Linked DNA regions of Callithrix jacchus: region 2 is linked to region 1. A link is a contact called in public Hi-C data. All regions are on one chromosome and are shown on one strand. The core of a region is the stretch at or near the end of the contact, and the rest is flanking DNA. Distances in the headings are between cores, read along the strand shown.

Region 1 (5,925 bases), core at 1,719-4,218:
TAGATTCCAGAATGTTTATAGCTGTTAGCCTACCCCCTACTAATGCATACATTTGAACTAGAAATTGGGTACTTTAATAGCAAAATTTCAAAATATGAGGTTCTGGCTTACCAGTTACATGGCAAGAAACAAAATTGCTAGAAAGATGGTGGCACATGTCATGAATAGAACGTGTTTGGAAAAGTCTTACCTGTGATAACTTGGAAAGCATCTCATGGTTAGCCTATAGTTTTAGAAATGGTGAAAAGAATCAGTGTTGGAGTATGCAAACTTCTCTTGGCTACCTTTGGCAAGTTATTGCCAGAGAAAGAATTGGCTATGTGGGAGCAGAAATGAAAACGAATATCGAGTATTCAGAAATGTGAAAGACTGAAGGGTGAGAAAACCTGACCACTTCTAAATCCCAGGCAGACTAAAAAGAGCTTCGAGTGGGAGCCAATACAATTTCTCAATTGAACAGATCCACTCAGCCTTATGGCAAAGGTGCGGTTAACGATGTGGCCCTTTCCTTTGAGTTAAAATGAACTTGGTGTGTTGACCACTAAATTGGAGGGGTATGGTGTTGAGAAACAAGAAATAATTCTTGAAAATTATGACTGGGAAAGGAGTTGGGGTATGATTATTGGCACATGGAATTTACAAAGAAACACAAGCCAGGACTAAAAACCCCTTTGGTTGTTCAAGTGAGGAAACAGCTTTTGGGAGGAAAGAAAATATGTCTAAGAGATACCTGCACCTTCACGTTTATTGCAGCACTGTTCACAATCGCCAAGATATGGTATTAACATGTGTCCAACAACAGATGAGTGATAAAGAAAATGTGCTGTACATACACAATGGAATAGTATTCAGCCATAAAAAATGAAATCCTGTCATTCACAGCAACATAGGTTGAACTGGAGGCCATTATGTGAAGTAAAATAAGTCATGAACAGAACATTAACACCACATGTTCCAATTCGTGGAAGCTAACAAAAGATCTCATGGAAGTAAAAAACAGAGTAGAGGATACTAGTGTCTGGAAAGGGAAGAGAGAAGGGAAAGAGTGAGATTTGTTAAAGGATATATTGTTAGGAGGAACAAGTTGTGGTGTTTTATGGCACATAGAATGACTATAGATAACAACCACATATATTTTCAAATAGCTGGAAGAGAAGATACTGAACACTCCCAACACAAAGGATAAATATTTGAGATGATGGATATGCTAATTACCCTGATCTGATCACTACACCTTGTATGTATGGAAATATCATAATGTACATGTGGAGAATTACATGTTGATTAAAGACAACTTTTAAAAAAATAAGAAAACTTCTGGGATCTTAGCTTTCACCTGCAGGAAGCAGACTGCAAAAGCTGTGCTAGTCCCAAGGAGGGCATACTCCCTACTATCCACTTCAAATGTGGACAAGGAAGGTTATATACAAATGAGTCTCCCAAAGGGATACAAAGGGTCACAGAAAACAGGGGATGTGAGAGTCTCTCTGAGAAAGCAGATCAGAATCAAATCAAGAAGCTGTGAAATGATCAATGAGTACTGTTTTAAGCCACTACGTCTATGGCAATTTGTTGGACAGCAATAGAGAGCTGGTACAGCAGCCTTTCGAAGGTCTCTTTGTTGGTATTCCAGAAATTCTATGGCTGGTGATCGCTGTGACTCTCGTTTTCCCCCTTTACACAAGGCCTTGCCTTTCATGATTCGTTTTTCCCCTTCCTGTCTTCCTTCACTCTTTTTGTAATAATTGAACAAATGCTAGAAAACTAGCTCTCTTTCAGCCATGGTGTTAGTCTTTAAGAATAATGATGACGAGGCTGGGACTCTGCCTGTCTGTCTTCCTGGTACCTTGATGATAGAGTCATGAATGTTTCTGAGGAACTAGGGCTTGTCTCACCCTAGTAATGAGGTCTATATTGGAGACATGTAAAGGCTGTTTCCCTGGTCTCTTAGAAGTTCCCTGCATTTGTTCAGAGCAGATTCTCTTTTTGTTATTGATATTTTCTACACAGACATCTAACTTTATGACCAGTACTACTTATGTAAAAAAAACAAAAACCACTTGTTATCCATATATTTTTCCTATAAAAGACATTCATTTTAGAAAAATCTCATAAGCCTTCGCTCAAGACATTGCTCACAAGGCAGAACTCCATAATGACCATGAAGCACACGCCCCTGAATAGCCAGCTGGAAAAACATAGAGTGCACGCTGCTGAGGAAAAACAGATAAACCTCACATTCATCGAACAAGAAAGGTGGAGCGTGAACTGAATTCTGGCCTATCAGAATATTAAAGAAGTTATTAAGAGAAAGTTATTTTATAAAGGACCCCCGGAATGATTACTGTCGTAAAGTTAAAAATCCTTGTGTAAAGTGTAAAATGTTTAATTTTGTTAATTGCCCTCCTAGGTGTGTTATGTAAATGTGAATGTTTATATGTGCCTAGTTTCTTTGAAAGATAAATCACTGTAGTGGTGTAGAGATTTCAAATGCATAAAAGGGATGCGAAGGAAGGCATGAAGGTTCTAGACTCCGTGTTTAAATGGACATTTACTTCCATGAGCTTCAGCTTCATACCCTGCAGATCACAAGGCCAAGCAGCTGGGTGGAAAAATCGCTGATTGTGGGAGGAAAAGAGGCACAACCTATACTCAGTCTCCTTTGGGGACAAAGACATTTCTAGGTATGCATAAATGATGGACTCCACAGGCAAAAGCAGTGAATGGTGTGAGAACTGAGCTGCTGGGGGAGGGGGAATGGCAGAGAATACGGGAATTGGGAGAACCTTTAGCAGTTCACATTGTGCTATCTGCCTTCCTCATTTGTGTGTTTTCTGAGTCAGCATTAGCTAAATTTTCCAGAGGGCCATCCACAAAGTACAGCCTGGGCGTTCAAGAGACGTCACTCATTTCCCCCAGTGACCTTGACAAGTCAGAAGCTTGAAAGCAGGGAAATCCGGATGTCTCAGTTATGAAGTGGAGCAGTGAGTGAGAGCCTCAACATAGTTCCAGAACTCTCCATCCAGACTAGTGATTGAGCATCTGCCTCTCATACCACTGGTGGCCATCTGAGGTGCTTCCCTGACTCTGAAGGCATGGTAGGCACGATGGCCAGGTGCTTCAGCCTGCTGTTGCTTCTTGCTTCCATCTGGACCACGAAGCTCCTGGTCCAAGGCTCTTTGCATACAGAAGGTAGGTTTCTTACCAGATTTCTAAACTGAAGCAAAGTAAGATCTTGCAAAATGTCCTAAGCCTCCTAAGCTGTTGATGATGGATTTCTGGGAATGAGGGTGACCCTCAATGTCAACAGCAGGTCTAACTGGTGGTATTGCTCTGCCAAAAATATTACACCATATTGTCAACTTCACAAAAATAATTGACATTTACCTTTGTATCATCTCAACTTTTATTTTTGGTTATGGAATATTTTTAATGAGAACATTTTGAAATACAATCCTGAAGCGGAATCATTTGATTTTTAGTCTTTTTTGTGTGGGTGGTGCTTAAATTTTTTTGTAGCAACAGGATCTCCCTTTGTTGCCCAGGCTGGTCTTGAACTCCTGGCTTCAAGTGATCTTCCTGCCTCAGCCTACCAAAGTACTGGAATTATAGGCATGAGCCATTGCATCCAGAAGTAATAATTTTTTTTAAGTATTTCATTGAAGAAGCAAACTGCGATTGTAAAAAATTTAAAGCAATCCCTAAGCTTGGGAATAACGGGTACCTTTTACTAAAATTGGCCTATTTTTATGTTTTTGAGAGTGTTAGCATAATTATTTTAATTTTAGTTTTATCATACCATGAATGAAATGCAATGTTTTAAAAAATATTCAGCAAATAGTAAGTTAACTGAAAAAAAAGTCTGTAAAAATATAAGTTTGAAAAGTAAGCCATCGGTTGTCTACTAAAGGAATGACTTAAAGTGATTGCTGGGCTTTTGAGATGCCTAAGTGAAAACCTCATTCCACACTGTAGGCAAAACACTGTAACCACAAATCACTCATTGCAGCTCTGGGCAAATGAAAATCTGAGCACTTTAAAAGGAAAATGTGCGTTCCCATGCTGGAAGATGACCTGAGATCTAAAATACGCTAGAAACAGACATTCAGAGTTGATTTATATATTGTTGCATTAAATTTTATAAGGGAGGTCAGAGTTATATGATTAGTTTTTAAAAATACTGTTACTTTTAAATAAGTTTGGTCCTCTTTCAAATCCTCTGGGAACACTGTTTTTCCCCACAATGCTGCCATTATTCAAACTATTGGACACTTTGAAAATGACTCCATCCTCAGGAGGCTGAGGCAGGAGAGTTGCCTGAAACCAGGAGGCGGAGGTTGTGGTGAGCCGAGATTGCACCATTGCACTCCAGCCTGGGTAACAAGAGCGAAACTCCGTCTCAAAAAGAAAAAATGAAAATGACTCCATCACACTCTAGACCATCCTCAGCAAGGGAAAAAATTTCCTAAGGAAATTACATTTTTGAAAACAACCAAAAGTCATGATAACCGTTCCTGCAGAACAAGGTAGCTGATGAGGGTAAGTGAATGGGGATAGGAACCATTTTTGAGGGCCAATTATATAGCAGTCCAAAGCTACGTGTGTACACACAACTTCATTTAATCCTCTCAAGAAGACCGTTTATAGATGAAGTGACTTGCCCAATGTCATGCAGGTCATACATAATAAATATTGGGTTTGAATTCAGCTCTATCTGATTCCTAAGCACATGCTATTATCTAATACCATATCCCTATATCTAATTCCTAAGCATATACTATTTCTACTATGTTTGCTGTTTCCTGAGAAATCTTAAGAAAGGAATTACTAGAGTACCCCTTAGATTCCAGCTTCCTCATTTGATCCCTAAATGAAATAGGAAAGCATAAAATGACTAATGCTGTTGACTTCCTACTGGGGCCCGCCTCTGCTAGGTACAAGTTATCTAATTTAATTCTGATAAAAATCATGTGAAGTAGACATATCTGTCCCCATTTTTCAGATGAGAATGCTGACTTGCCTGATGTCCCAGCAGCCAGTTAACAATAGAAAAAATATTCAAAGCTAAGTCTGTTCACCTAGAGTATGTCTATCATTGCTCTAAATAATAGCATCTAGAGTACAAATGAAATATGAGAGGGCAATAAGACCACTTGATAGTGTGACAAATAAACCTCTGCAATCTATTCCCAAAGAAGTAGCCTGAGAGACTTGAGTAACAGCAACCTCATGAGCTAAAGGAGCCAAATTTCAGGGTAAATTGTGTGTTCAGAGTGTTCAGCCTGGTGTGTGTGTGTGTGTGTGTGTGTGTGTGTGTGTGTTCATTTCCTTATAGCACTGTGAAAGGTAGAACAGTGTCATAGTTAAGAACTGGGGGCCAGGTTGGGTGCTGTGGCTCACACCTGTAATCCCAGGACTTTGGGAGGCCAAGGAGAGTGGATCACCTGAGGTCAGGAGTTCGAGACCAGCCTGGCCAACATGGTGAAACCCCATCTCTACAAAAAATACAAAAATTAGGCAGGCATGGTGTCTTGCATCTGTACTCCCAGCTGCTCAGGAGGCTAAGGCATGAGAGTTGCTTGAACTTGGAAGGCAGAGGTTGCACTGAGCCGAAATCATGCCACTGCATACCAGCCTGTGTGATAGAACGAGACTGTCTCAAAAAAGAAAAGACAAGACAAAAAGAACTGAGGTTCTTACTTGGCCATAGTGGTGCACACCTGTAGTTCCAGCTACTCAGGGAGGCTGAGGTAGGAAGATTGCTTGAGCCCAGGAGTTTATGACCAGCCTGAGCAACATAGCAAGATCCACCTCTTGGGAGAGAAGAAGGAAAAAAAAGGAACTGAGGTTTTAGAATCAGGCATGATTGAGTGTGTGCTCCTAATCTGCCACCACAGCAAGATTCACGTGGAGGACTTAGAAACT
Region 2 (5,261 bases), core at 1,268-3,767, 170 kb before region 1:
CATATCTAATTGCTTTACTTGCTGAAGTTTCAAAATACTTTTTTTGTTTTTTTTTTTGAGATGGAGTTTCACACTGTTGCACAGGCTGGAGTGCAGTGGTGCAATCTCTGCTCGCTGCAACCCCTGCCTCCCAGGTTTAGGCGATTCTCCTGCCTCAGCCTCCCGAGTAGCTGGGATTACAGGTGCCCGCCACCATGCCCAGCTAATTTGTATTTTTAGTAGAGATGGGGTTTCACTATGTTGGCCAGGCTGGTCTTGAACTCTTGACCTCATGATCTGCCCACCTCAGCCTCCCAAAATGCTGGGATTACAGGCGTGAGCCACTGCGCTCAGCCTCAAAATATGTTTTGATATAAGGCTAGACCTAGAAGTGGACATACTTTAGATGTGGCAAATGGAGAATATTTTGCTAACTAGGTGACATGTAGGCTGACATTTGAAGAATAAGAAGTAACCAGCTTCATGGAGATGAGGCAGGAGCATTTCAGGTAGAGGAAGCTGCATGTGCAATAGCTGGAGGCAGAAAGCAGCCTGGCTTGCATACAGGAGGTTAAACGAAAAAATAAAAAGGGCAGTGGTGAGCACATTAAACAAGGGAGAGAAGGATATGAAATGGGATGGGAAAGCTAGGCCAGATTTTGTAGGACTTTGTAGACCATGGTGAGGAGCTTGGTTTTGTCTTAAGCACAAAGGGAAGCCTTTAATGAATTTGAAGCAGGAAACTGACATGCTCCAATTTCCCAGAGGATGACCTCATCACTCCGTCTGTTATGAGGAGGGGACAGCTGTGGGACTTTAAAAAATATCATTGGCTAGGTGCAGTGGCTCACACCCACAATTCTAGCACTCTGGGAGGCTGAGGCAGGAGGATCATCTGAGCTCAGGAGTTCAGAACAGTCTGGACAACATAACAAGACCTTGTCTCCACTAAAAAACATTGTATGTGTGTTTAAAATAGTTGAGCTTATCTATATTATAAAGTCTCAGCAAGTGACACCTTTTGCTGAGATGGGGAAGACAGGTTTGGCAGTGACTATGCCAGGATTAAATCAGGGTTGAGATGTTAAGTTTGAGAGATCTGAGAAATCGAAAAGCAGAGAGCAGAGGAAGTTCTTTGATATGTGTGGATCTGGACCCAGAAAGAGGGGTCTAGGTTAATACACCAACCCAAATAGAAATGTTATTCAGAATCATAGGAATGAGGGAGATGGTGGAGGAGAAGGAGAGTTGGAGAGAGAAGAAAAGAGGGTCCAGGCCCAGGCCTAGGGGAGCATCAGTATTTAGAGATGTGTGGAGAAGAAGGAGCCTTCAGGACACTGGCGAGCTGCGTGGCAGGGAGAGCAGGAGGGCACGATCTCAAAACCCTATTCCTTTTTTTGTTTTTAATTTCTCTTTCTTTCTTTCTTTCTTTCTTTTTTGAGACAGAGTGTCCCTGTGTCACCCAGTGATGCAATCTTGGGAATAGATGAGAATTCCCAAGTGGTTACCCAGTGACCTCCCTGTCTTGGGTTCAAGCAATTCCCTGGCCTCAGTCTCCTGAGTAGCTGGGACTGCGGGTGCTTGCCACCATGCCCAGCTAATTTTTGTATGGGCGGGGGTAGAGACGAGGTTTCACCACATTGGCTAGGCTGGTCTCGAACTCCTGACCTCAGGTGATCTGCCTGCCTTGGCCTCCCAAGGTATTGGGATTACAGACGTGGGCCACTGCCTTACAACCCCACTTCTCGACCCTTCCATGGCTCCCACAGCACTTGGAATAAAGTCCAGACTCCTTTCCATTTTCATCAAGACCCTGCCCTCTCTGGCCACCCTCCAGCTATAGCTACTCCCCACCTCTGTCACCTTTTCTGGGGTCTTCTTGCCCCTCTGCCTGGAAGACCCGCCCCAAAACCCCTTATCCCTTTGGTGTGACTCGTATTCATGCTCGAGTTGCCTCCTTATCATCCCCGAAGCTTCCCCTCATCTTAGTCTATCCCAGCATCTTACTGAGTTCCTTTATCATGATTCACGACTATATATTTGTGTACACAGAGCAGTAAGCACCATTCGGGCAGGGATAATTTCTTTTTGTATCCTTAGTACCAACCCAGTGTCTAGCAAACAGTAGGGGTGCAATAAACATATGACTCATGAATGAATGAGTCAGTCCTTTTAATCTTCACCCTGGTCCTGTGAGGTAGCGGTTATAACCTCTGTTTTGCTTTTTTTTTTTAAAAAAAAAAAAATGGAGGACATGAGACTCAGAACGACTAGGTGACTTTTCACAGGTTGCAGCATACTGAGGAGTGATGGGTGGGTGAAAATATTGGTGAACCTGTTCCAGTCTCCAGACGGCAGAAGAACATGAAAAGCTTGGCCAAAAGCCCAGGTGTTCTTGGTGGCTGGCGAGCCCCGGGCTGTGTAGGCAAGAACCCAGCAGAGGGCAGTAGAGGGCTGCGCTGGACTGGGATCTGCCGGAGGGAGCGGGATCTGCCGGTTGGAGCGGGCCCTGGGCGGAGCAAGGGGTGGGCGGCCAGGTACTGGGCTGGGACTTGGGAAGATGACCTTGTTTTGTCTAGTCCTTTGTAGGACTCTAGAGTGCGCTGTTGGAGCGCTTGAGGCAATGTTCCTATGTGTGTTTACACCTGCCGATCCTCACCACAGAGTAGAAGGAAGCCATCTTTCTTACCGTGGGGCCCTTGTTGGAAAGGTCACCAAGTCTCTCCAAGGAGATGGGAGGAGAGGCCAGAGGACAGGGTGGGGGTGACAGAGGGCCCTGAGGTGGAATGGTGAGTACAGATGTGCAACTGGGATTTTTGGCCTTGGCTGCGAGGGCACAAACGTCCTAGGGTGGCATCCAGCAGTTAGCGCCAGGCAGGGGGCTGGGAAGACCCTAAGGGAGACAGCAGGGTGGGGGAAATAGGAGGTCATTACTACCTCAGGGACATACATTGTCAAAAATGACTTTCTAGGTTTCTTATTCGCTCTGAATGGAGTTCCTTTCTCTCCTCCTTTTTTGTTAGGAAAGTTGTTAAAATTTCCACCCTGCCATCTATGCTTAGGGGAAAAGAGATTTTGCTCATGAACTGGGGTGAGGGTGGGGGATGGGGGAGCCCCTTGGGGGCCAGCAAGGTGGCAGCAGCAGAGTCAGGATAGAAGGAAGGTCCCAACAAGAATGATATAATGGACTTTGGGGACTGGTGGGAGTGGGGGGGAAGGTTGGGAGGGAGTGGGGGATAAAAGACTACATATTAGGTGCAGTGTCACTGCTGGGGTGATGGGTGCACTAAAATCTCAGAAATCACCACTAAAGAATTTATCCATGGAACCAAAAACCACCTGTACCTCAAACCACCTGTACCTCAACTTCAATATTAGATAGATCAACGAGACAGAAAATTAATAAGGATATCCATGACTTGAACTCAGATCTGGAACAAGTAAACTTAATAAACATTTATAGAACTCTCCACTTTAAATACACAAAATATACACTCTTATCAGTACCACATCACACCTACTCACAGGTTTAAATGAAATATTGGTTGGCCATTATTAAGCACAATTATTGGCATAAAAGAAATTTTCAATACCCATTTTTAGACTGCATTCTAGCCTGGGCAATAAAGCAACACTCCCGTTCTCTCTCCCTCTTCTTGTTCCTCTTTCTTCCTCTTCTTCATTCCTTTTTTCTTTCTTTCTTTCTAAAAAAATTAAAAAAAAATTTTTTTTTTAACGAATGGAAGGCCGCAAATGGAATCCACACTTAGTTCAGCATATGGTTTTTCAAGTAATACAAACATACATACACACTTCACCATATATGCAATCACACACAACATACATATACACACACACTTCACTCACAGGCTCACAGTCACATTACATGCACAATACACTCTCATACCCATCAGCACACACCTCACACACTGACGCATCACACGTACACACTGACACACTCAACATGATACACCGACTCTCACCCGGATGAAGGGTCTTTGGGGTGAATATTATGGTTGCCTCTGCAGTTGCCATTGCAGGTTCCCCCTTTCTGCACCCCCACCCCATTGTGTAAAGCAGCCATGTGGTTTAAGTCTAGGATCAAACCAACTCTTAGTTTCAGGGGTCAGTTCCAATTGGCCTAAACCCATCAATATAATCCTAGCTCCCTTAGCATTCCCTTGGCCACTGTGATTTTTTTTAGGGGTGGGCATACAACCACACTGATCCCCAGACGTGAGTGGCCCTGGACTCTTTTGGCTGCCATGTGCTACCTCAAGGAAAGGCTGGTTTAGAAAAAGCCCACTGGGAGGCAGGGGTGAGAAACTTTCAGACAAGCAGAGATGCAGCCCCCAAAAAGCTGGGAGCCTCTCAACAGCCTGTGCCAGAGGCCCACATGCCCTCTAAACTTCAGATTTTGTGAACCAAGAGGAGGTTGTTTTGGTCATTTAAGGCATTCGAGTTTGATTTTCTTTTTTCTTTCTTTCTTGCTTGCTTGCTTTCCTTTCTTCTCTTTTTTCTTCTTTCTTCTCTTTCTCTCTCTCCCTTTTTCTCTCTCTCCCTTTTTCTCTTTCTCTATCTTTTTCCCTTTCTTTCTCCCTTCCTTTTCCCTCCCACCCTCCCTCCTTCCCTTCCTTCCTTTCTTCCTTCTTTCCCGCTGTGTCACCCATACTGGGATGCAGTGGTATGATCATAGCTCACTATAGGCTCAAACTCATGGGCTCAAGCAATTCTCCCACCTCAGCCTCCTGAATAGCTAGGATTACAGGCAGGGGCCACTGCACCTGGCAATTTTCTATTTATATCTGAAAACCTCAGAATGGATCAACTGCTCCCAGAACTTTTTTATGGGAAAGCCTGGGAGGGGTCCAGCCTCCTCTTTAGGGAAGACTGCTCTTTCCTCCCCCTCCTTCCTCAAAGTAACCACAATGCACCTGACACAGTTCTTAGAGCCTTACGTATATAACAGAGAAGAAGAAAATAGTGTTTAAAACCATGGCCCACTGTAGCTGCTTTGCCTTAAAAAGGAAAGTGACACAATTGAAATCTGTAACAAATCTCTAAATGGATCTTGTTCCTTGCAGAGGCCAAGATGAGATTCCAGCTAATGTTTGGAAATCTCAAAGAGCAGGAAACTTTGGCTGACATGGTAGCACTCAGGGCACAGCATTATTTTACATATAAATATATAATTATATGTAAAATGTACTCAAATATATCAGCATATATTATATATATTTAAATGTATTCGTTTAATAAGTGAATTAAGCACCCTAAGAAGT

The links. A called contact is a pair of places that touch in the nucleus more often than the background predicts.
Region 2: a Hi-C map of induced pluripotent stem cells shows a contact between it and region 1, with 3 times the contacts expected there. The contact joins the enhancer-like site here to the promoter of LYVE1 in region 1. A contact is called at or near these places in 3 of 3 Hi-C or Micro-C datasets (induced pluripotent stem cells and skeletal muscle).

What each region holds. Positions count from the first base shown.
Region 1 is chr10:76,414,799-76,420,723 of calJac240_pri, reverse strand. LYVE1 (lymphatic vessel endothelial hyaluronan receptor 1) reads left to right here and starts at 2,968. Exons shown (of 7, transcript XM_009007660.6): 1 at 2,968-3,192. The coding sequence starts at 3,096.
Region 2 is chr10:76,584,602-76,589,862 of calJac240_pri, reverse strand. No RefSeq gene overlaps it. Among named protein-coding and RNA genes, the nearest start is that of CTR9, 14 kb to the left of the region's middle. Within about 2 kb of position 2,517, at least 3 of the 16 cell types and tissues checked have an H3K27ac peak or open chromatin away from gene starts, as enhancers often do.